Regions from separate parts of the Mus musculus genome. Here region 2 is linked to region 1. Evidence: chromatin contacts called from public HiChIP or PLAC-seq data. All regions are on one chromosome and are shown on one strand. The core of a region is the stretch at or near the end of the contact, and the rest is flanking DNA. Distances in the headings are between cores, read along the strand shown. Region 1 holds the start of Ccsap (centriole, cilia and spindle associated protein). Region 2 holds the start of Acta1 (actin, alpha 1, skeletal muscle).

The links. HiChIP or PLAC-seq counts read pairs in DNA pulled down with a chosen protein or histone mark.
Region 2: a contact with region 1 is called in an H3K4me3 HiChIP or PLAC-seq map of embryonic stem cells, with 82 read pairs. The contact joins the promoter of Acta1 here to the promoter of Ccsap in region 1. A contact is called at or near these places in 13 of 39 promoter capture datasets (3T3-L1-derived adipocytes, the C10 cell line, the HPC-7 cell line and 7 more), 1 of 15 datasets of contacts at CTCF or cohesin (the NIH/3T3 cell line), 30 of 484 Hi-C or Micro-C datasets (the 3T3-L1 cell line, 3T3-L1-derived adipocytes, the C2C12 cell line and 17 more), 14 of 115 datasets of contacts at active chromatin or transcription factors (the 230-238 cell line, the NIH/3T3 cell line, bone marrow-derived macrophages and 8 more) and 4 of 9 other capture datasets (adipose tissue, liver, macrophages and 1 more).

The regions. Positions count from the first base shown.
Region 1 is chr8:123,856,212-123,860,821 of GRCm38.p6, forward strand. Ccsap (centriole, cilia and spindle associated protein) reads right to left here and starts at 3,257. Exons shown (of 3, transcript NM_001379289.1): 1 at 2,884-3,257. The coding sequence starts at 3,199. It overlaps Gm9901 (a long non-coding RNA gene), which reads left to right and starts at 3,244. Exons shown (of 2, transcript XR_388182.4): 1 at 3,244-3,423; 2 at 3,659-4,287.
Region 2 is chr8:123,892,271-123,896,457 of GRCm38.p6, forward strand. Acta1 (actin, alpha 1, skeletal muscle) reads right to left here and starts at 2,505. Exons shown (of 7, transcript NM_009606.3): 1 at 2,422-2,505; 2 at 1,299-1,439; 3 at 876-1,200; 4 at 563-724; 5 at 274-465; 6 at 1-140. The coding sequence starts at 1,427. Gm29773 (a long non-coding RNA gene) reads left to right here and starts at 2,506. Exons shown (of 3, transcript XR_879336.3): 1 at 2,506-4,096.

The DNA of each region.
Region 1 (4,610 bases), core at 2,007-4,506:
CACATAAAATAGAAAAAGAAAAAAAAATTAGAGAGTTTGGTGTAGGGACTTGCAAATGACCTATATCAATCCCTAAGAGTCAGGACAGACAAAAGATTCTAGCAGCCCCCCCCCCCGGGGGGAGGCAGTTATAAGTACAGATCAAGGGTCAGAGCTCTCAGAGATGGGGCAATGGCTCCAGATGTCTTAGAAACAAAGAGATGTCATCACAACCTCAAAAATTACGAGGGTTGTTTTTCCTCAAAATGCAACTTTTCATCCTTTCTTAAGCTGAGAGATGACCTCTACCAATGCGGGGGTGAGTCAAAACATGGCAGTCGCTCCCACCTATCAGGGAAAAGCTGGAAGTGCCTGATGCAATGCCAAGGACCCTCTTTAGACAACAATGTCAAGCCTGCCACAGGGCAGCAGGCAGGCCAGACAGAAGTAGGTCAGTGGCCCCAGGGGATGAGTAAAGGTGGGTGTGATGATGAACCACTGTACTTGGCTACATTGTGAGAGAGAGAAAAGGGACCCAGAGGAGCAAAGTGGGTCAGCCTGGAGCACCCATCCAGTTTCCATGGGCCCCATATCACACAGAATACGACAGCTATGAAGACTGTGTAGAAACGAGTGTGTCTGTATTAGGAGAACAGAAATAAAGCCAAGGTAAAACTGGGGGTGGGGTGGGGTGGGGGCAGCCATAAAAGTATATAGAAGTAAATACCAGCCAAGTGTACTACTCAGGAAACTGGGGCGGGAAGATGGCTTAAGCCCAGGAGTTTGAGGCCAACCTGGGCAAAACAGTAAGCCCTGGTCCCAAAAAAAGAATACAAATAAAAAGTGTCTGTTATAATACCAGCTACAGCCGGGCATGGTGGCGCATGCCTTTAATCCCAGCACTTGGGAGGCAGAGGTAGGCAGATTTCTGAGTTCGAGGCCAGCCTGGTCTACAGAGTGAGTTCCAGGACAGCCAGGGCTATACAGAGAAACCCTGTCTCAAAAAATAAAATAAAAAAATAAATAAATAAATAAATAAAATAAAATAAAATAAAAATAATACCAGCCACCCATTCAAGAGACTGAAACAGAGGATCATACATTTGAGGCCAGCCTGGGCTACAGAGGAAATTCAAGATTGTGGCTTAAGAGTGTGGCTTAGTTTTGTTTGAGACCCTGTCTCAAAACAAAAGATACAAAGGGAGCTGGGAATGGGGTTCAGTGGGAGAGCATTTGCCTAGCATACCCAACGTCTTGAATTCAATCTTCAGTACCCCAAAAAGGAAAATGGAAAAAGCAGAGGAGCGGGAAGCAGGTTACCTAACAAGTAGACAGCTGCTGGGGGGAGGGGGAGCACCATGTCATTCGTTTCATGGAGACACAAGATTCCTCATGTGAAAGTCCTTGCACCTGGGCAGTGGTGGCACACACTGAATCTCAGCCCTCAAGAGGCAATGGCAGGTGGACCAGTTCAGGGCCAGCCTAGTGTACACAGTGAGTTCCAGAACTGTCACATCTACACAGAGAAACTCTGAAAAACAAAGACTTGAAAAACAAAACAAAACAAACAAACAAAAACCCTTTCAGTGAAAATAAGGCAAATGTATTTTAGAGCAATGTGAATCAGTGGCTCACCAGTCTAGCATTATAATGCATCTGTCAGGAACATTTCTCACATTGACACTGGCCCGCAGGAGCCAGCAAAAGAGCTGCGGATGGAGAATCCCGAAAGCGGGACACATCTATTTTCCCTAATGCCTACACACCAAAAATTTTAGCAGGAATTTTGCAAATCTTTGGGGAGGGCTCTGTATCTCCATGGAAACCCAAATAATCATGAACTCGGCACGAAGCCCACTAAAGTGCTGTCAGGTTTTCATATGGAACACACAGATAGATAGCAGGTAACCTCTTCAAACCACAGTGGGAAAGGAAAAGCAGGTTTGCTCGTCCCAATAAAAAAAAACCTCACAGTTAGCAAGGGCTCAGTTTTCATATTAATACCTGGGAGACATGCTCACCGCCCCCACCACCTTCTGCCACTTTCCCTAATTTCTAACCACATCACTGAAGCATCAGAATGGTCGTCATAAGCGACCAGATGACACAAGGCGGCCCAGCCATGCAAGAACTGAGAATAGGCAAACATAGTAACCAAGAGCAGGGAAATCCGACCCTTTCAGACTCCGACCATGGATCCCAAGCTCCCATGGCTTTGTTTACAAAACTGAGATTAAAAACAAAGGGCCCATCATATGACTTTGAAGGTCGAATGAGAAAATACATATTCCTAGACCAGTCACTGAGAAATAACTTTTTCACCACTGGACTCTCAGAAGAGTTCAGAGAGGTGGCTGGCAACCATAGTGATCTACAGTTGTACTGAAGTACTGCCCTGAGTCCAGGCAAACCCCAGGGCTCTCTGCTGACAGCCCCACTCCGCAACGGCGGGAAAGTGGCTCACAGCGTATACAAAGAGGGGTTCGTCCACAAACAAACGCATACCATTCTTCAGAGACAGCGAGACCAGGCCTTCAAGGCGTTCACACTGACAACCATGACCCCATTATGACAGCTCGGGCGTTCTTAACTTCAGTCGGTCATCTTTGGAATGAAAAGCTCCTCTCGCCAAACAGGATGCGCAGAAACAAACAGATCCGCCATCTGGTGGATCGAGGGCTCACTGAGCGGGCCACTGCCTGCGACCAAGGACCCCAACCAGGGTCATATGAGTTGGAGGTCATAAAGGGCTCCGCCAAGAGTCACCAAATTAGGGAAACCTGGGGTGGGAAGGTGGAAATGCGGCCCGCACCTTCCCCGCTTAGTTCAGCAAGCGGATTCTGTCAACCCCAATTAAACCAAAACAGGAAGCGCTGAGAACGGAGCAACGCGCTGTGCCCGTACCTGGTAACACTGTGTCCTGCTCCTCCGCGTCCCGCAGCTCCGCGCCGCGCTCCCCCACCGGCTGCTCCTCCTCCCGCGCGGAGGGCGCCGAGGGCTCCCCTAACGCGCCCCTGGGGGCCGGACTGGGTGAAGCCGAGCTGTCCGAGGGGCTGTCCGGGCCCCAGGCGTCCCAGAGCCAGGGCGCGTGCGCTTGCTCCAGCAGCCGGCGGCCCAGGCGGTAGCGCAGCAGCTCGCGGTAGCACGGCGCGTATTCGTCCCAGCGCGGCTCCCGATAGCGCTTCATATACTCGCTCTTCACCCCGCTGCCCGGGGACATGGTGCCGCGCGCCGCCGACTGCCTGCTCCGCGCTGCCGCCTACGGGTGCGACGGACTCAGAGGCGCGGCCCGCCGCGCGGTTCAAACCCGGAGCCCCGCCCGGACTGGAGGGCGGAGGCTGGGGCAAGGAGGGGCGGAGAGGGGGCGGGTCTGTGACGGGTGTTTCTGGGAGAGGGCGTTCCTAGCGGGGGCGGAGTTCCGGGCTGGGAAGGCCCCTAGTTCAGGTAATAGCGGGGGCGGGGTTTCAGGAGGGATTCCAGGCGACGCGACCTATCTAGATGGAATGATAGGTGGTCACCAGGGGTCTGCTCCACTCGGTAGAGGTGGAGACCACCGGACTCAAGGTGACGGGACAGGGGATCTTAGGTCCCCAGACACCCTCCTGGGCGAGGAGTCGGGGACTCTAGGAGCAGCGTCCTTACCTCCTGCCTGTTCTATCCTCCGCTCTCCGGAGGTCAGCTGAGATCGTGGCGCAGCAGCTATAGCGCGAACAGCGTTTCTCCTTGCGCGTCCTCCACCAAGATGTCGCCGATGGAGCGGTGGCTCCGCGGTCCTACAGCAGCCGGAGACGAAGGCGCCGCCCTAGCCTGAAGCCTGCACCTCCCCGCGCGCCCGCCGGGCCCCCGCCCGCTCCTGCGCCCGCGCCTGGGGCGCTGCTGTGAACCCCCAGCTCGTTCGCCCACTCGCTACTGGGGGCCTCGCGAGGAGGCTTCAGCTCTAGATGCAACCTGAGCAACCAACACCTAGCCGAGGACCAAATCCTGTGTCCCGATTCCTTCCTCTTTTCACAACGCCCGGGTTCTCAGGCCTTAGTGATTTTTTTATTGTTGTTGTTAATGATGTTGTTGATGTTGCTATTTTAATACATTTCCCTCCTCTGCCCCCTTTTTGAGACAAATCTCATGTTACCAAGGCTGGTCTAGAACTCATTCCAGAGCCCAAGCTGGTCTTGAACTCCTGATCCTTCTCCGCCAACCTCACAAGTGCTGGAATTAGCAGGTATGAGCCGCCTCACCTGCCCTTGCCTTTTATAACTTACTAGAGGCCAACTTTTGTAAAAATAAATAAATAAAATAAAATAAAGCCTAGGGCCTGCTCAAGGACCTGGTGCAAATGTTTGGCTTGGGCTCTAATGGACAGGGTCGCAGGGTTGTTACTGTTGCAATCCTGCTCTACAGATGGCTTTTGTAAAAGGAAGCATTGATGCAATCGCTGCAGAAAGATTTGAAAGGACAGGCATCCAGGAAGGATCACACTAAAAAAAAAAAGAAAGAAAGAAAAAGAAGGAAGGAAGGAGGAAGGAAGGAAGGAAGGAAGGAAGGAAGGAAGGAAGAAAAAAAAGTAGGTCCCAGCGGGATGTTTCCAGGAAGCAGATCACTTTGGGATTTCTGCAGTTCAGTTGAACTATTCC
Region 2 (4,187 bases), core at 1,255-3,754, 35 kb after region 1:
CTGCATGCGGTCAGCGATACCAGGGTACATGGTGGTGCCCCCTGACATGACGTTGTTGGCATACAGGTCCTTCCTGATGTCGATGTCGCACTTCATGATGCTGTTGTAGGTGGTCTCATGGATCCCCGCAGACTCCATACCTGGTGTCCGGGGGAGAGGCAGTGTGAGCAACCGCAGAGTCGGGCTAAGGGACCGGCGGGTGGAGACCCCGTACTCTGTGGCGTGGGGCGAGGGAAAACTGATTCCCGCACACCAGCGGATCGGGCGGCTCACCGATAAAGGAAGGCTGGAAGAGCGTCTCCGGGCAACGGAAACGCTCATTGCCGATGGTGATGACCTGCCCGTCGGGCAGCTCATAGCTCTTCTCCAGGGAGGAGGAAGAGGCAGCGGTGGCCATCTCATTCTCGAAGTCCAGGGCCACATAGCACAGCTTCTCTTTGATGTCGCGCACAATCTCACGTTCAGCTGCAGGAGCAAAAGCAGTGGGGGGCCTCAGGGCAAGGCCTGGGGCGTGTGCTCACCCTCTGCCCGCCCTCCCTCAGCGGGCATTGGAAGCACGCACCTGTGGTCACGAAGGAATAGCCACGCTCAGTGAGGATTTTCATCAGGTAGTCAGTGAGGTCGCGACCGGCCAGGTCCAGACGCATGATGGCGTGTGGCAGGGCATAGCCCTCATAGATGGGCACGTTGTGGGTGACACCGTCCCCAGAATCCAACACGATGCCTGTGCAGGGGAGAGGCAGTATGTGAGTGGAGGGGACCAGCAGGCGGCGCAGGTCGGGATACTGCAGAGGATTAAAAAGCGGGGCTGGAATGTTGGAGCAATCCTACCAGGGCCAGCGTGGGCCATGTGTGGGCCATGTGTGAGCGCTTACCGGTGGTACGGCCGGAAGCATAGAGGGACAGCACCGCCTGGATAGCCACATACATGGCAGGCACGTTGAAGGTCTCAAACATGATTTGAGTCATCTTCTCCCGGTTAGCTTTGGGGTTCAGGGGGGCCTCGGTGAGCAGAGTCGGGTGCTCCTCAGGGGCCACACGCAGCTCATTGTAGAAGGTGTGGTGCCAGATCTTCTCCATGTCGTCCCAGTTGGTGATGATGCCATGTTCAATGGGGTACTTCAGGGTCAGGATACCTCGCTTGCTCTGGGCCTCATCACCCACGTAGGAGTCCTTCTGACCCATACCTACCATGACACCCTGCAGATAGAGACATCAGACACTTGTTACTACAGCCAGGGGTGAGGAGAACATTGGCTGGATTCAGAGAGCCTATCTTTCCCTGCCAGCAGCCTGACCTGGTGACGGGGTCGGCCCACGATGGATGGGAACACAGCCCTGGGGGCATCATCCCCGGCAAAGCCAGCTTTCACCAGGCCAGAGCCGTTGTCACACACAAGAGCGGTGGTCTCGTCTTCGTCGCACATGGTGTCTAGTTTCTGCAAAGACAAGGTGTTGAGTGCTGTGTATATGTGATGGGGGGGGGGGGTTAGGGTGAGGCTCCGCTTAACCCATCTTCACTTTGGAGATCCAAAAACTCCTTTCCCCCTTCCCCTTCCTTGCACGGGGGTCAGAGGATGCTCTTCCAGCTTAAGGCTGTGCTTTCGCTATGGGGGAGCTGTCTGTGGATCACACTAAGTCCTCCAACTAGGCATGCAGGGGATATCCTGAGACCCTCTACATTCATTGTAGGCCACCACACACACCACAGCTAGCACTAGTCCTATCCTCTCTGCTCACAATCTCATCTGTGAAGGAGGTATTAAGGCACGCTGCCCACCACCTGCCTGTCCTGTGAGAGGGTCGAGGATTCTGCCCGGGGAAGGGCGATATTGTCACAACTATGGAAAAGCTGTTGAACACTCACAGCATCCCAAACTCAGAAGAAACCCTTCCACCTGTCTCCCATTTCAGAGAAGAGTAGCCAGGGTTGCTGCCCTTTAGAAAAGCCTTGATCTCAAAGGGAGTCGCCCCAAGGCTAAGGCCAGGCTTGACTCTCTCCAAGCTCATCTTCAAATCAGTCTCCCAGGAGCTGGGGTGTAGCTCAGTGGGAGATCCAGCCAACCTCTTGCATCACAAGAGCCCAGATTTGATCCCAGCAGAGAAAGAGGGGAAAGGGGAATGAAAAGCCGGAAAGAAATCTCAACCAACCAGAGGCTGGCGTGTGGCTCAGTAGGAGAGCACCGGCTTGTTCACTTGCAGGACTTGGATTTAGTCCCCAGTAAGAGGGGAGGGAGGAGTCTGCGGGTGGTAATGGATAGATGTCAGACCCCCAGGCATATCCTAAATGCCCAGTCAGCAGCCCAAATGGGCTGGATGTGAGTTTGGAGAAATTTCCAGAACTCAGTGCTAAATACAAGCCCAAGGCTCAATAGCTTTCTTTGCTGGGTCTCCAGGTCACCCTCCCCACCTCCACCCTACCTGCTGCTCTGACTCTGGCCCTGGGTGCCGAGGGTAGGAAGTGAGGCTTCACGTCCGTGTGACCGCCTGTCCCCTTGCACAGGTTTTTATATAGTCCCGGGAGCTCTCCCCACACCGCCCCGAAGGAATGTTGCTGCCCTTCCCAAGCCATATTTGGGTGTCGGGCACTAGAGTCCCTTCCTTCGGCTGGTTCTCAGCCTGGGTCCCCGCCCGGGTCTCCTGCACTGACCAAAGAAGGAGAGGACTGGCCCTGGCCCAGGTAGCTAGGACCGGACCAGGCCGTATATGGAGAGTATCCCCAGCTGTCTGCCCCTCCCAACTGGCTCCAAGGCTCACGGAAGGGCTGTGCTGGGCCAAAGGTCACTGCTTTGCAGACTGCTGGTCTGTACTTCCCAAGATTTACCTGTTTGAAAGGTCTCCCCAGTTCTGCCCACCTGGACACACGATTGCTGACCTGCCACAATGCACCCCATTTATGGGTTCTTAACTCAGACTACTAAGCCTTGATGCTTAAGCTCAGGGGAGGTAGCCCTGTGGTCAGGTGAGCCGGGAGGAGTCATGGGCTCCAGGTAGGGATGGAAAATAAGCCCCACATTTGAACTCCATTTTCTTTCCCACTTTGAAGCTCCCCCAATCCAGAGATCTGACACACATCACCCCCATTCACCCCCACAAGGCTGTCAGTCAGTGTAGGATATGCAGCTGTCACTGGGCAGACAACTGGTGGAAGAGGGGGAGGAGGTAGTGAGAGGAGGCATGGGGACTATGTGGCCCTGGCACACAGAATGGGAGGCCAGGGCATTAGAGCTGTCCCTGCATTCTGCAGTGTACTCTTGAAAGGAATGGAAGGGTCAGTGTGTGTGTGTGTGTGTGTGTGTGTGTGTGTGTGTGTGTGTGTGTAAATCCCAAACTCGGGATTGACCGTCATCGAGTTGGCTAGGCTGAGCAAATGCTACCCCTTCTTTGGTGGCACTAAGCTTCCCTCCCCTGGGTCTGAAAGAAGGATCATACCTGGAACTGTTGGGACCTAGAGGGGGCTGAGGCAGAGAGAGGTGCTGATGAAGATATACCTTCTAAGGAGCACTAAGACCTTACACTGGTGCCCAGGAGCGGCCCCTCCCAGGCAGACTCATCTTTATATTTAGAGGATGATGCCCGTCAGCCCGGCTGCTTCCCATGCACCTTGGGGCCACCACCTGCCAGGCTTGTGTGGGTTCTATTTATACCGCTGATAGATGGGAATCTGCTTTTGGGTTTCTAGAAGGAGCAACTTATGGAAGCTGGGATGGGGGTGAGTAGAGGTCATCTCTTGGCGCCTGTCTCAATTTGGGCAGGGAGAGGGATAAGAAAGCCCAAAGGAAAAGTGTTCTGTGACCAAACAGGCGACATGCTTTGAGGGGTGTGCATCAGAGCCAAGCCACCATGGAGCCATTCACTTTTCTGATGGCTTAAGCGCTCCCAAAATAGCTGTTCCCATTTGGAGTGGAACTTAGCAGCTGGGACAGGTGCAGAGCCTCTGAGAGCAGAGGCTCCATGAAGCGATTTCAGGATCCCACACAGCTCTTCCTAAACCTGAGCTGCACTGCCTAACGGGCATCAGCTCTGTGGCTTTGCCTGTGCCCTGGGCCAGGACCTGGAACTGTTAAAAAGAAGCAAGCAGCAAATGCAGACTATGGTCAGCTTTGGGGGTGCTTACATTTGGGGCATGGATGTAGGGAGAATTGTCCAGGTGACTGGACCTCATCGGGCCGGGCTGTACATACCGC